Linked DNA regions of Astyanax mexicanus: region 2 is linked to region 1. Evidence: chromatin contacts called from public Hi-C data. All regions are on one chromosome and are shown on one strand. Each heading gives the region's core, a stretch centred on a gene start, on an enhancer-like site or on the middle of the called end of the contact. The rest is flanking DNA. Distances are from core to core; before and after follow the strand shown.

Region 1 (3,719 bases), core at 544-3,043:
TATTGTGTGTAAGAATGTGTTATTACCTGTGTCCAGTCCTGCTCACCCTAAAGAGACAACATTCTTGCTACTGGTAACTCAAAGCTTTTGCTTACCTGGTAGGTGTTTAAAAACTCCAGCAGCACTGCTGTATCTGATACGCATGTACACACAATGCAACACACACTACTAACACACAATTATCATGTCCCTTAACAGTAACAAAAGAAAAAAGTATACAGAGAAACCAATATACTGCAGTTCTGAAGCCTGTAATTATAAAACTAGTGCACAGGTCTCTAAGGTCAGTGGAGATGAAAAGATGGACAGTGAGTGCAAAAACAAGGAGGTGGTTATAATATTCTGGCTGGATCCTGCTGATTTTAAGCTTTGCATTTGTGTCTGGACATAACAAGCCTGTTGTTCACAGAATTGCAAAACAGCAGTAATAATTCTGAAAGTGTTAAAAGACCACCCTGTACAAAATAATTCACTGTAATTCTTGACCATGACGACAATTTCAAGGACATTTGAGCAAATCCCAGTAAAGGTCAGCAGCTTTCCCAGCAGCTTTAACCTTTCCAGTGATCACGCTGCTGTAAACACTATCATACAGTAAATGATGATTGCCTTGCACAATTTTAGGGAAATGCAGCCAAGAGCAGCTTTCTGAAATAACTGGTATTTGAGTTCATCATGAAGGGAGGGGATTCGGAGAAGGAGGGGTGGGGCCATTCCACAGAAGCACCACAGAAGATTTTTCCCTACAGAACTTTTCACTGGGTGATAATTTAAAGAGCTCATGTTGACATGCGAGTGTGAAGAAAGTATCTAATATGTACAAAAACTTGAAGATGTCAAAAATGACACAATTTCATCACATTTAATGAACGTGCTCAGAGACAACAGATGTGGTCCTGATTTAGACACAGTAAATGTGTCATCCTTTTTTTTTTATTTATTACTATTTTAGGCTATTAAATAAACTGATGTAGTGTAGGTTCTGTGCAATAAATGAAAAGAAAAACAAAGACTTTATTATATAATATTATTTTATACAGTAGAACACACGTACACTACATGGACAAAAGTATTGAGACACATGCTCACTCATTGTTTCTTACAAAATCATGAGTACTTAAAAAGTTGATCCTGCTCTTGTTGATTTAACATTCTCTGGTATCTAATAGAATAGGTTTTCTACTATTTCGACTTTGAAGCATGGCAGTGAGGAAGAGAACACTAACCATACGGAGATATGTAAATATGAATAAGGTGTTGTTTATTAATTAATTTTATTTTTGTGTTTAGAAAAAAGTGACTAATTGTGATTAATCAAGGCAAATTGTGCATTTAGTTCATTTTAGTAAATTTAAAAAAAAACAATGTGCTTTTTTTCTTTTTAATTTTTGTTGTTTTTAACTGTCCCACCCCTTTGTGCGTCCCCATCACCGGTGGCACCTGCGACCCTTGGAGGATGCGGACGAGCACACGCCTCCTCCGACACGTGTGAAGTCAATCACCCCTTTTTTCGAGCTGCTGCGGATGAATCATTGCCTGAGCAGCTAGCGCGCTCGGAGGAAAGCACAGCGGCCAGGTTCCGATTCTTACGCTCACAGACGCCTCGTGCCGTCCGGCGCCACCTTTAAGTGTGGGAGAGAGCGCCATCTACCCACCCAGAGAGGGAGCAGGGTCAGTTTTGCTCCCTCTGAACACCGGCAGCTGATGGCAAAGCTGCATGAGTGGGGGTTCAAACCTGCGACCTCCTGCTCATAGTGGCAGCGCTTTAGACCACTGGCCCACTCAGCACCTCTAAACACTGTGTTTTTTAAAGTGCACTCCTACATTTAAAACAGCACAATAAAAGTCAGCATTCCTCTTCTTTCACTCACTCAGTTCTTTAGAACTAAACTTGTACTGTAGGCCTTTCAGATCAGAGCTAGCTGATTCATTAACTAGTCATCGTATGCTGCTTGCTCTTATAAAAGGTGGGCAACTAATGCAGATTACACCCAGACGGTTGCTAGGCTGTTGTAATGCGGTTGCTCTGGTATTCCAGGTGGTTTCCACTGCATTGCTTGTAAAAGGTTTTGTTGCTATGGTGTTACTATTGTTTTTATAGAGTAGTGCCGGGCGATATAACGATATCGATTTGTTTCGCGATAATTTTTCCCTCGATGACGATGATAAGCCTGTGCAATAGAATTCGATAAACATTCATTTCCATTTCCGTCTAAGTGGCGCGGCAAACAACGAAAACACAACGTGTAATCAATCCAGAAGATGCTGGAGCAAATTAATAAATAGTTAAGAAAATTGTAATAGTTATTCTCATGCATGCAACAAAAAACCCTAAAGAATAGTGGAGTATGGCCCGACACACGCAAACAACCATAGTGTTTGGACTTTGGGAATAAACGGCCGCACTGTTCAGCACGTTTTAAATAAATTTTAAGTAAATTTTAAGCACTAAATGTAATTAATTCAATTTATATTAGGACCTCGGGGCAGGTGCTGCAAAAATGTGTATGTGGGGCGCGGATTAAAGGAAGAGGTTTTTTTGCGGAGCGGTAACAGGACAAAAACACCTTAAGAATGATGTCTAAATGACTTTCCTCTAATCTAATATAATTTAACATGGTTTAAGGATATAAAATAATTTCTAAACAAACGAACTTTTTAATATTGAGCTTATGGCCCAAGTGCAAAAACACAAAATCATTTATCATTTAGATTATCTGCCTGAACGCGAGCCCGAACCCGAGCTTGAACGCCAGCCTGACTCAGGCGCTGCATGAACTCGGGCCGGTCGAGAACACCGCTTTCCTCTCAGATTAGGCGGAAGAAAATGGTCTTTTTTTTAATGTAACAAATCACACTGTGATTTTTGTGATATTTCCCCAATTACAGCTCAGCTGCGCGTTTAAAGCTCAACGCATGAATTAATCGGTGCGCTGTGCGCCGCGCGTGCTCGCGGGGGATTTGACGCGTCTGTCAAGCAAGTTAATGGACCATTTTGGGGGCAGAGATTAAGAAGTACAGCAGGTACATCTCAGATTTGTAGTTTAATGCTCTACTAAATTACTGGCTTTAAAACTGGCTCATGATATGGTCGGTTCTGGCTGGATTTTTTCCTGCCTACAGGCTGCATTTGACGGAAAGCAGCTCCTCAGTCAGACAACAGTGTCAGCATACAAATCGTGTGCGTTTCCTACAGGACAAACCATTTAAAAGTGCAGATAAACTCATTAAAAAATCACACAGTGTCTGTCTGGCTTAAAATACTTTTAATAAGGTACAGCTTTTAAATTAATAAATCAACATTCATTAAAAATCCGTGAGAAGTTCTGTATGCTAAATGACAAGCTAAGCTAATAAGCTAATAACATTTAATAATAACAGAAAAATAGATATGAATTTGGAAAATAACCAACTAAAGTGAGCTCAAAATACAATAATAAATATAATCTAACGAATTTCAAAATATAAATTAGAAATATTGAACTTCAATATTAAATTCAACTTCAACTACAAAAAACGCAAGGACCGATAGAACATAACGAACAGAAAAAAATAAATTTGAAATTGGAAAAAAAGTTCAAAATGCTAAAAGAAATAAAACCTAACGAATTTCAGAATATAAAATCTAAATATTGCACTGCAGCAGTACAAAAGCCTAAGTGCTTAAACAAACAAACCAAAAAACAGCCTATCACAAATCATTTTTTGAGCCCGACCCA
Region 2 (3,719 bases), core at 812-3,311, 95 kb before region 1:
ATACATATTCTGGTTTGTTTAACACTTTTTTTTTATTTTGGGTTTAGAAAATTATTCTGCATGTGTTCCTGTATAGCTTAAAGTCTTAAGTCTTCAATAATGCATTTACAGTTACAAAAATCCTAAAAAAAAAAAAAAACACATGAATGAGAAGAGAGAGGTTGGTCCAAACATTTGACTGGTGCTCTATAATAATAATATTATCATTTTACTTTGTGAACAGCAGGTGGCTCTCCAGCTCTGAGCTTATGTGAGCTAAGCTGAGTTGAGTCTGAGCTGAGCGCTGGTCCTCTGTTGGGCCGTGTATTTGTGAATATGACCGGTAGAGGCCGCTGTTGCCGTTTGTGTGCGAGTAATGTAATCGGGTAGGCTATAACTGGGGATTATTTATTATCTATGCTCTATTAATAAATGCACTTTCTGTGTTTTAACTCCTGCATTGTCTGTAAAAAGCCTGTATAAACGCTTTAAATAGGCATGAGAATCAGTGGGGAACCAGTGTGCTCGTTATAGAAAAAAACAGGTGGCGTGATGTGGCTAGCTGTTGATGTAATGATGTAATGGCCCAGCCTGCTGCCTTTCATAATGTTATATGACCACATGCTGACGTCAGCGATTTTTACATCTTATTTTAAACTCGATTTTCATGCTTTCAAGATTTTAATTAGTCAATTTTTCCTTTTTATTTTAACATTTGTTTATTAAGCAGGAGTATAAATGCATTCAACACTTATATATACAAAATATAAACTAATACATTGACTTACAAAGGACAAACACACACATTAACAGCCCGGGAACTTCCAACTAGATTAAAATGTATTTAAGAAAATAATTTAATCTGATGTTGCCATTGTTTTTGTACTTTTCAAGTATTGTAAAAAGAGATGCTATATTTTATTTAACTACCCAGATCTTCTATTTAGTGTGTATCTTATTTTATTTTATTCAGATGTAAAAGTTTGATAATTTCTTTTAACCATCTGTCCTTTTTCAAGTCCTTAATACTGGTCTCTTTGCCATAATAAGGGCATATGCTAATAGCTGCTGTTGGGGTTTTCTAAGTTTCAACATAACATCCGATAGCCCCATTAACTATTAGTATTATTTGACAGTAAGTCAAATAATTATCAGATACAAAGTCATAAATATGAGATACTAAGTTATGAGTTGGTAAGTAACAATTACGAGATACTATGTCATAATTATGAGATACTAAGTCATTATTATCTCATAATTGTGACTTACTATCTTGGAATTATGACATACCAACTCATAATTATGACTTACCATCTCTATCAGTACTTATCAACTTGTAATTATGACTCACCATCTCAGTTAGGACGTACCAGCTTGTAATTATGACTTACTATCTCGTAATTCTGACTTGCTAACTCATGATTATGAATTACTATCTTGTAATTATGACTTACTATCTTGTAATTATAACTTACCATCTCATAATTATGACGTACCAATCATAACTTAGTATCATGTATTTATGACTTAATTCGTAATTATAACTGTATAGCTCGTAATTATGACTAACTGACAAAAAAAAAAAAATAGTTATGGGGCTATTGGACGTATGTTAACCCCAACATCAGCTATTTTCATGTGCCCTTGTTATGACTTAGTATCTCATAATAATGACTTACTGGAGGAACCTTATTTTTTTCCAAGTGGCGGAAATGAGCTTCCATGCCAATGTTGTTAAAGGTGTAAATTAGTCTATTTTTCTTTTTATGAGATAGTGTGTAGTAGTAGTAATGTGATGTTGGCACAGGTGCTTGTACTTCTTGTTTTTTATCTGTTTTTCTTCCTTATGGCTTCCTTAGCACTGTTTTTCTGCACTGGATCAGTGATTCTCCGCATGCCATCCCGTCCTGCCCGTCCCGACATACAGTAAGTAATACAGACCCCCTCCCAGCCCATCAGCAAAGTCCATTCATTTGCATTGGGCTGGCGGCGCGTTTGATTGGCCCAAATCGGAAAATGCCGGCTTCTGATTGGCCGGGCGGCGCGTCAGTAAAGCGCACGCTGCCAATACTCTTCTCCACTGACCTACTAACACAGATCCATGAGGCAGCGGCCACTCCGGGAGGAAAAGCGCAGAGGAGAAACACGGAAACATTACCTCACAATTGATGGAAGTTTGATCCGTTTGCGGATAAAATCCTTCACGCTGTGCTCGGCCACACTCGCCTTGTTTATTCTGCGGACTATACCAGCGAGCCTGGCTTAGTTAAAGGTAGGAATACTGATTTATTTGTGGACTTGTTTTACAGTGAGTCACCCCAGACAGTTAGCTACTGTTTAGGGCTGTTTGGGATTGTTTAGGCCAGACGCGTGCTGTAGCTGCTCATTCCTGCTCCTCCAGGAGATTTAGATTAACTAACTAACCTCAGCTAACCTACTTATCTTAACAGATGTAACAGTTAACAAGGTTATCTCCCTAAAAACTGGAGATTCTAGACTGTAGATTACACACGTGTAAATGAATGTATTCATTACCTGGACCAGGTGTGGAGGAGAATCCTGCAGGGTGTTGGTTTAATTGATTAGCTAGTTAACTATTTAAGGATCAGGCTTGAGCAACCCTGGTTTAGTTATCTAATTAACTAAGATAGTTTTCTAGGCTATTTTAACTGCTAGATAGATAAACTAGCCTACTTCTTACATGGGCTATTTTTAGACAGTAGCTAGCAATATTACTGAGTATTACCTTAACCCTCTGTAGCATGGTGTTGCTCTCAGACAACAAATCACTTTTTATTGTTTTAGCTCCTTTTTAATGTTCCTTTTACACAAAACAAAAACAAAAAAATCACAAAACATCACATTTAGTTTTTTTTTTTTACTAACTTAATAAAACGGTGTGTTTTTTTGCATATGTTGCTTAGGGACAATTTTTGGCAGTTGGGAATGTTAAAATGCTTACTAAAATAAATAGCTAATATTCGTGTCATAAATGCTTAATAAAGTTTAGACTGAATGTACATTGCTGATAAATAGCTACATAAAGCTATTGCGATCGCAAAGCATGCGATCAAACTGAGGGCAGGAGAAACTTTCATTATAACGAGTTTGCTAACTAACTGTGTATGCATTATTCATATAGATTTGTATACAACTATATATGTATACAACTGATTCTATATTTATATTTATGACAAAATGATAAAAGATAAAAAAAATCTTTTAAAACGTGTTTAAAATGTTAGGTTAGCTACCAAAACAAGTGTGACGGCACAGTGACCCAGAATTCAGTGGCTGACCGCTGGATAAAACGATGAGCTCAATTCTCTATTTTTTTTTTTTTTTACAATATATCTGTATATATATATATATATATATATATATATATATATATATATATATATATATATTCTTGATTATTATATATTTATATATTTTTCATTAAATCCAAATAACAATGTGTTAATTTATATCTATCATACCAGCTATAGATCTATTAGAGCCTTGGATCTCTCTAGCTAATATGTTTATAGGTTAATGTTTACATGTGGATCTGTATGGGCTTCTTTCTCCATCGTCCCAAACGAACGCATCCTAAGCATTTTCCATTCGTTTCAGCGTAAACAGAGCTCACGGGCAGTGTAATCATTGCGTAACGTGCACTGCGCTTGCTTTGGAGCGAGACTGCGCTCGTTTATTCCAGTCTAATCCTTACCAGTTAAAGGAATCTGGGCCACGGA

What was found. Hi-C and Micro-C count contacts between places; a contact is called where the count stands out from the background.
Region 2: a contact with region 1 is called in a Hi-C map of muscle, with 18 times the contacts expected there. The contact joins the promoter of nfil3 here to the enhancer-like site in region 1. A contact is called at or near these places in 2 of 3 Hi-C or Micro-C datasets (both in muscle).

The regions. Positions count from the first base shown.
Region 1 is chr20:26,323,600-26,327,318 of AstMex3_surface, reverse strand. The region is part of intron 2 of LOC111191252 (a long non-coding RNA gene); the gene reads right to left. Among protein-coding and RNA genes, the nearest start is that of LOC111191252, 13 kb to the right of the region's middle. Within about 2 kb of position 1,793, the one cell type or tissue checked has an H3K27ac peak away from gene starts, as active enhancers do.
Region 2 is chr20:26,418,454-26,422,172 of AstMex3_surface, reverse strand. nfil3 (nuclear factor, interleukin 3 regulated) reads left to right here and starts at 2,061. Exons shown (of 2, transcript XM_007255329.4): 1 at 2,061-2,251.